2 separate regions of the Mus musculus genome follow, and region 2 is linked to region 1. Evidence: chromatin contacts called from public Hi-C data. All regions are on one chromosome and are shown on one strand. Each heading gives the region's core, a stretch centred on a gene start, on an enhancer-like site or on the middle of the called end of the contact. The rest is flanking DNA. Distances are from core to core; before and after follow the strand shown.

Evidence for each region. Hi-C and Micro-C count contacts between places; a contact is called where the count stands out from the background.
Region 2: a Hi-C map of cerebellum shows a contact between it and region 1, with 1.9 times the contacts expected there. The contact joins two enhancer-like sites.

What each region holds. Positions count from the first base shown.
Region 1 is chr1:68,176,975-68,180,615 of GRCm38.p6, forward strand. All of the region lies in intron 20 of Erbb4 (erb-b2 receptor tyrosine kinase 4), which reads right to left. Among named protein-coding and RNA genes, the nearest start is that of Gm51744, 780 kb to the right of the region's middle. Within about 2 kb of position 1,742, at least 12 of the 459 cell types and tissues checked have an H3K27ac peak or open chromatin away from gene starts, as enhancers often do. A contact at or near this core is called in cerebellum, where this site is marked.
Region 2 is chr1:68,747,285-68,750,925 of GRCm38.p6, forward strand. The region is part of intron 1 of Erbb4 (erb-b2 receptor tyrosine kinase 4); the gene reads right to left. Among named protein-coding and RNA genes, the nearest start is that of Gm51744, 210 kb to the right of the region's middle. Within about 2 kb of position 1,932, at least 7 of the 459 cell types and tissues checked have an H3K27ac peak or open chromatin away from gene starts, as enhancers often do. A contact at or near this core is called in cerebellum, where this site is marked.

The DNA of each region.
Region 1 (3,641 bases), core at 492-2,991:
AATAGTTTCTATTTAGTCAGTCAACGAAACCATCTATGGTAGACTTTTCTCTTCTGCTGTTCTTGTATTCTTTCTGTATACTTCATGATACAAAGTCTCACACAGCTCAGTCACTTCCAAGTAAAGGCACACTTGCTTAATCGCAACTCTACATTTTTCCTATGAACTCTATGTCCCTAAAGACACAGAAAACGTGATCTATACATTATTTTCAAAGTTGAGTTTATAAGTAGAAAACTTCGCAAATAAAATAGTTAATTTGGTTAAATATAGGTGTAGGTGTTGATAAAAAAGGGACAAGTATACAGTCTTCTACATGAAACTATCATGTGCCACTTATCATTAGCAATTTTAGAATATGATTCAGCCTACTTTCTTTTTTTTTCTCTTTTTATTAGATATTTTCTTTATTTACATTTCAAATGCTATCCCATTTCCTAGTTTCCTCTCCAAATATTCCCTATACCCTCCCCCTGCCCTGCTCCCCAATCCACCCACTCCAGCTTCCTGGACCTAGCATTCCCTTGTACTGGTCAGCCTACTTTCTACTTTTATTTCAGAGAACAAAATTCTTATTGGCTGAATGTTATAATCTAGATATCTTCTAAAGTGCTTTAACATGAAAAAATATTGTGCTTAATTATTAGCAATGCATAACTTGGCCTTTTCTATTCAATTCATTTGTATATAACAAAATAACAGTGGCCTAATAAATATGGACTAAAGTCTTTGACCATGGGCACCATAAAATCTATACTTGACAAATGGAGCCAATATGGCCAAATATCTAAGTGATTCATAAAGGGAAGGCTTTTGATTGTATTATCTTTTCTATGATTCTATGTAAACTGAATTTAAATATCAATGTGAAATTCCAGTAATGATTACTTCAAGCAGATTATGTGTTTCTGCAGGAAAGGTGCATGTGGAAGAGTATGCTACAGTTTGTTCTCACCTGCCCCTTTCCAAATAGTTTTTAAAATTTAAATACATTGAAGAATAGAAGATCTTTGCTATCAGTGGCATTGATATAAGCAATTATGTTTGGCCCTTCCCTTTTTTGTGCAATGCAATAGTAACATTGTGTAATGCAGGGTGGGTCTTGTGGTTCTTTTTGTTTTGTTTTGGTTTGGTTTGTTTGTTTGTTTGTTTGTTTTTCTTGTAGTACTTGACAGATTCACAGATCTATTTACAGTTTGATTTAATTCTAAGGATAAATAGAGATGGGACATTCCATATACTAGTGATTAGTTGGGCAAACTCAATAGAAAGGGATTTTTGTCTTTCTCCTCTCTAAAAAGCATCACTGTTTTTACACTAGGCACAGAAATTTCTTTAAACATCTCATTTGCCTATTAACTTCGCAGGCAATCCACACAAATTTTCATAAGCTTGACATCTTCTTAAAGGGCATCATTACGTTTTGGCCTCTGATGATAGTCATCATGATCTGAAATGTCCACTGGCAAGCCGTATCTTTGACATTTATTATCCAATCCTTAGTGGTCTCTTAACCATAGTCATAAGGGATGCTTTGTAATGGTAGTAATATTAATTGCTGCCATTATCTTGCCTCTCATGTTAAATTTTGGGTCAAATGATTGGTCTAAGTCTAAATGAGCAGTCGGGGATGAAAAGGACAAAGGAGTAGGAGGAAAATACATGAGGAGCCTGAGCCCTGCTGCATACTGAGAGGTAATTTACACAAATAGGCTAGACGAAAACAGATGGGAAGAGGGAAAGTAGGAGAGGGGTGACTAATGACACCTGACTGCCAAATGACCCTGTGGGTTTGAACGCTGGCAGGGCACCTCAAACTGTGCCAGCAGCCACTTGGAACTGCCTGGTTTTCACTCACATTGCATTTAACAGACCAACCTTGGTCTATCTATTGTTACCATCACCAGGGAAATTTACACCATGTCCAATCATGCTCTAGAAAATACACTTTCTAACTGGGCTCTCTCTTCTTTGAGAGGCTGTGTGTTACTGAACAGTTCATGAGTTTATTGTTACAGAGCCTTTGCTTCCAACAGGGAAAATTTGACACGTTTGTTCTTTTAAGTGCCTCTTTTGTAAACCTATAGTATGTGCAGCCTTTTGTGGCTTAATAAGAGCAGTGACGGAAAGAAGAAATTACTTATTCTGAGAATATAACCATATTATTAAATACTTTGCTCATGGTAAAATATGTTTGATCCTGACAGGTGTGGCATTCTTAGAGCTATATAAAGTGGACTCCTACCAGGGTCCCATTCTCTCTCCCACTTTTAAGCTTTAATCTCTTTACAAATGCAAAATAAGTGTCCTCTGCTGTGCACTCAGGGCTTGGAATAAAAGACTTTAGGCTACTGATTACATTGCCAATGAGCTATTACAGGTAAAAATAAAACACTCTTAGCCTGTCTGTGTGCTTCAGCTTCTAATCTCTAAAATGGGAATGTGTTTCTGTTATGCTGCTCTAAAGTAGGCTTTAGAAATGGTGTGTTTGCACAGGAACTACAAAGCATGAGTGGTTGAATCCCATGGATCTGTTCTGAGTTTATATCCAGAAAGATAGAAGACATAAAATAACAAAGACTGACCATGTTCATGAGGCCAGGAGATGGAATGCTCTCAGTTGGGGCAGCAGACAGCCATCATGCTAGTTCTTGAGGAAGAGGCAAGTTCTCAGGTAGGAAAGAAAGACCTTGATATGCCCTTGAGGAAGCCTCTTTCTTTGGGCCATGGGAGGATCAATGTGGAAGTTTGTTATGATAATACACGGATAAGTAAACACCATTTATGGATTGGAAAAGATCTACATGTGTTACTGAACCTGCACGTCACTTGTTTTATTATATTTAAGGCAAATCAAATTATATTGGAAAAGTGATAGGAAATGCACACTATACTTCATCCTCCTAAAATACGTAATGATAAAGAATAATTATTTTGTCATTTAAAATAATTCTTCTCTTATACATTGCTCTCTTAGCACCTTACAGAAGAGATTAATGTCGACCAAAAGAAAAATAACCATGTTGCGGCTTGAGTCAGAACTGCCTGACATAGGCTCATGTGTCTGAGTATGTTGTCCTCATATTGTGGAGCTCTTTAATTAGGTACATCATCTCTAGGGGATGGAGCCTTACTGGAGGAAGTGTGTCCTTAGGGACTAGCTAGCTCACTTCCTGTCTGCTCTTTTGGTTTCTGACAATGAGTATAATGCCACCCTCAGGCTCCTGCCAATGTCCATTTTCTTTCACATGGAAATATATTCTCTCTGATTATAAGATTAATAATGCCTTCTTCATGTTAGTGGCTTCTTCTCTATTATTTAGTCATAGTCAAGAGAAAATCTTAAAATGCAATCCAACAAACTATCAAATGCTATATTTAAAACTCAAAAGAAAAATGATCACATTGGAAGGATATTTCTAGGAATAAATCCATTCAACTTGATACTAAAATTACTATTCATCACACAATCTCATCATTTCCAGGTCGGCATCAAAAGGAACTCAGAGCTTATTATAATTTATCTTGTCCAAAATGACAGATGGAGACTACTGTGCATGGAAACAAATACACTTTAAATTAGGAAAGATGGTATCTCCTTGCATCATGGGACTTGCATGGCAGCAGACAGTCCATATTCT
Region 2 (3,641 bases), core at 682-3,181, 570 kb after region 1:
ATATGTTTTATGCCCAAATTTGGAAAATACAGGCAGGTGAATGTTCAAACATGGGTTCCAATAGTGGCAAAATACATTTTAAAATATCATTTTCCCCCGAGGGACTAGGGGGTGTAGCTCAGTTTGTGGAGTGCTTGCTTTGCATTCGAAAAACCGTGGGTTTGATCCCAGAACTACAGAAAGCTAGGTTTCACCACTGCAATCCCAAAATTTTGGAAGTTGGAGCAGGAGGATCAGAAGTGTAAAGTCATTTTCACTACATGAAGAGTTGCCAGCTAACACAGGATACGTGGGAGTGTCTCAAAAGTAAGGTTTGTTTATCATTTGTTTGAATACTAACATACTATCTCTTTCATAAATATCAATATAAAATGATTTATGTTACACATATTGTTCCATATTTTAAAATACATAGCCAGTGCAAACTTGAAAATACAAAAGACAAATCAATTTAAGCTGTAGCAGACATTCAAGTGACCATTATTGAGTCATATCATCCTTATGCATATATGGTAAGCTTCATCAGCTCGTTCAAACATATCATTGAATACGGCCAAATCTGTTACCTCGGCTACTGTGGTCATTTGACCCAAGCTGCGTCTCTCTCTGTTCTGCACTTAGACTGCAGCCTAACTGATATCTAGAGTTTCTCTATGATTCTAAAATTCATCCTTCACTTCTCCATACAGGGAACAATATACTCTTTAAAATAAACTATCCTCGTCATCTTTCTACTAAAACAAAATTCTTGTTCTCTAATCACAGACCTTCTTAACATGGTCTCAAAGAATTTTACACCTTATTTCATAATAAAAGACTTTCAAAACATTTGCACATGAGAGAGAGGGGGGAGAGGGGGGAGAGGAGAGGAGAGGGAAGGGGAGGGAAGGGGAGGGGAGGGGAGGGGAGAGGGAGAGGGAGAGGGAGAGGGAGAGAGACTTATTTACTGAGCTATGCATGCAGGTTTTTTTTTAATATTTCCCTCTGTCTCTGTCTCTCTGTCTCTCTGTCTCTGTCTCTGTCTCTCTGTCTCTCTCTGTCTCTCTGTCTGTCTGTCTCTCTCTCTCTCTCTCTCTCTCTCTCTCTGTGTGTGTGTGTGTGTGTGTGTGTGTGTGTGTGTGTGTGCTTGTGAGTGAATGTACACTCATGTGTGCATGTGTATTACACATATATCAAGGTATCCTGGGAGGCCAGAAGATGGTGTTGTATCCCCAAAGCTGGAGCTACAGGCTGATCCAGATGTGAAGGCTGGAATCCTAACTTTGCTCTTCATAATCAAATGATCTCAATAAGCATTGAGGTATTGCTCCAACCTCTGGGTGATGCGTCTTTAATCTTCTAGCCTAACCGAGTTTTCCTAACACAAATGTTAATCTTTCTAATGTGTCTGTTGGCCATTTTATGTTTCAATCACTAGCTTTGTAACATTTAATGAATTAGAGATGAGTTTAAATGTATGATATGAAACATCAACTATTAATAATAGGGTTGCACATACTGATGTTAACACACTTTAGTTGTCTTCCTGACTTCAAATATATTTGTCCATTTACATTTTACAAAATTTTATATTTTAAAGATAGAAAAGCTAATAGTGATGATTCAATTATTGGAAATAATATTTGTCACCTATATCAGTTTAAATAGTAATATTAACTTCCCATCATCTCTTCAGAGTTCATCCTTGATCCTTTCCTTATGGCTGCCCTCCTCTAAAACACAGACCTAATTTACATTGTAGTATTGTGTTTTCTGTGCAAGTGCTAGGCTCTTAACTTTAATGTAGGTACTGGACTTGACAAGCAATTAAAGCAAACAATTTCCACTCATCAAGGCTTGCCAAATTAGTCATCTGCCATCTGCCCCATCATCTGGTGCTCCTTGAAGTCTTGCTGTGAATCTGGATGCACTTTCTCAGAATCAGAGGGGCAGTGCAAGCCTCCAAGCTGGGGGAGTGCCAGTGGGAGCTAAGTATGTAAACATTAGCAAACATCTTTCTTCCCTAGATCATCCAGCCTTCAACCATCCCCCTGTGTGTAATAAAAACTAGCCTGATCGTGCTGCCTCTTCACTGAGAGACCTTTGCCATCCACTGTAATTAAAGTGGCAGCTTGGGAGACTTTTTGTTCTGTTAGAAATAAATGAAAGAAATATAGATTTAATGTTTTTAATATGTTGCTATGCTCACATTCTAAGGCTTCTATCTTAAGCATCAATAACAACATTCATTAAGAATACACTGTACCATGTCGCTTGCATTAGTGTCAGGCAATATTTCCTTTTCATTCTTTGAATTAGATAAATGTTTATTTGCATAGCAACTCATACGCAGGTTCTAAAGATATTCAGACTCAACACTGACAGGAAACACAAGAAAAAGCAAGAGAAAAACATGCAACTTAAAAATATTTCTTTTATTTTTTGATATTATAGTATGGTTACAACTTCTCCTCTTTCATCTTCCTCCCTCAAATGCTCCTGTGTACCTTGCTTTTTATTTCAAATTCATGTTCTCTTCTTACATTGTTGTTGAAAATGTATATATGCATATATGTCTGTACATGTATATACATTATTTATATACACCTATAAAATATATACATGTATATGTAGATAAATATATGTATGTATATGTGTATGTATGTATATGTGTATATATATGTGTGTATATATATATATATATATATATAACCTGCTCAGTCTATATCATTATATAGATATGATATAGTTATGGAGATCTCTATCATTACTTGTATGCATGTTTTCAGGACTGACAATTTGGTGTTGAAGAATCCATTTGTGTGCTCCTAAACATATTAATTAAAAAACCCATGCCCCTCTTTCTGTAAGAAACTAAAACAGGATTGTATACGTTTAAAAGGTGGCTTTCTACAAGTCAGTAATATACCATGTTGCTAGATGAAATAATCCCAAGCCGAGATACAGGCTCCAGCCAACACATTGTGGCTGTATTTTGTGCCCATTCTAGTTCTGGATCCATTTGCAGAGGATGAACTTGCCTAATTAAAAGTAGAAATCTTAGTTTACCCAAAGTCAAGGCCATCCATCTAAGATGCATGCATATGAGGCAAGGTTGCTTATTCTGGGTGATGTGGTCGTAAGTAAGTAACACCTCTTCCAATCAGTACAAACACTGACAGTGAAGTGAACTCAGCAGACGAGGGGGGACTCCATGGCGTTTTGCCTAAGAACATTTACTGTATCTTCTGAATATTTACATGCAAAATCCAGTCTGGGGCAGCCTTTTAACAAACTAATTTAGACTGTTTTGAAGCAGAGGTTTTCCTTTTATTCATCAAGTAGACAAAAAACACAAAATACTGACATAATATTAACATATACTACATCACAAAATTATACCATATTGATTAAGTTGTTTTCTGATCATCTAACGTCTGCTAGTCAAGATGAGAGTCTGAATTTTCCATTTTTCTTATTGTTATGAAAATGATTTGTTTGACTAGTGACTTAGCAATTGCATTTAGAACATAACAATTCTTCAAAGTATAGTAAACTTGGGTGTCTAAGGATTAACTGAAATTAGGCATTTTAATAAAAAGCTGTTCACCATAGGGCACCATCAGCCATATGTGTGTGTGTGTGTGTGTGTGTGTGTGTGT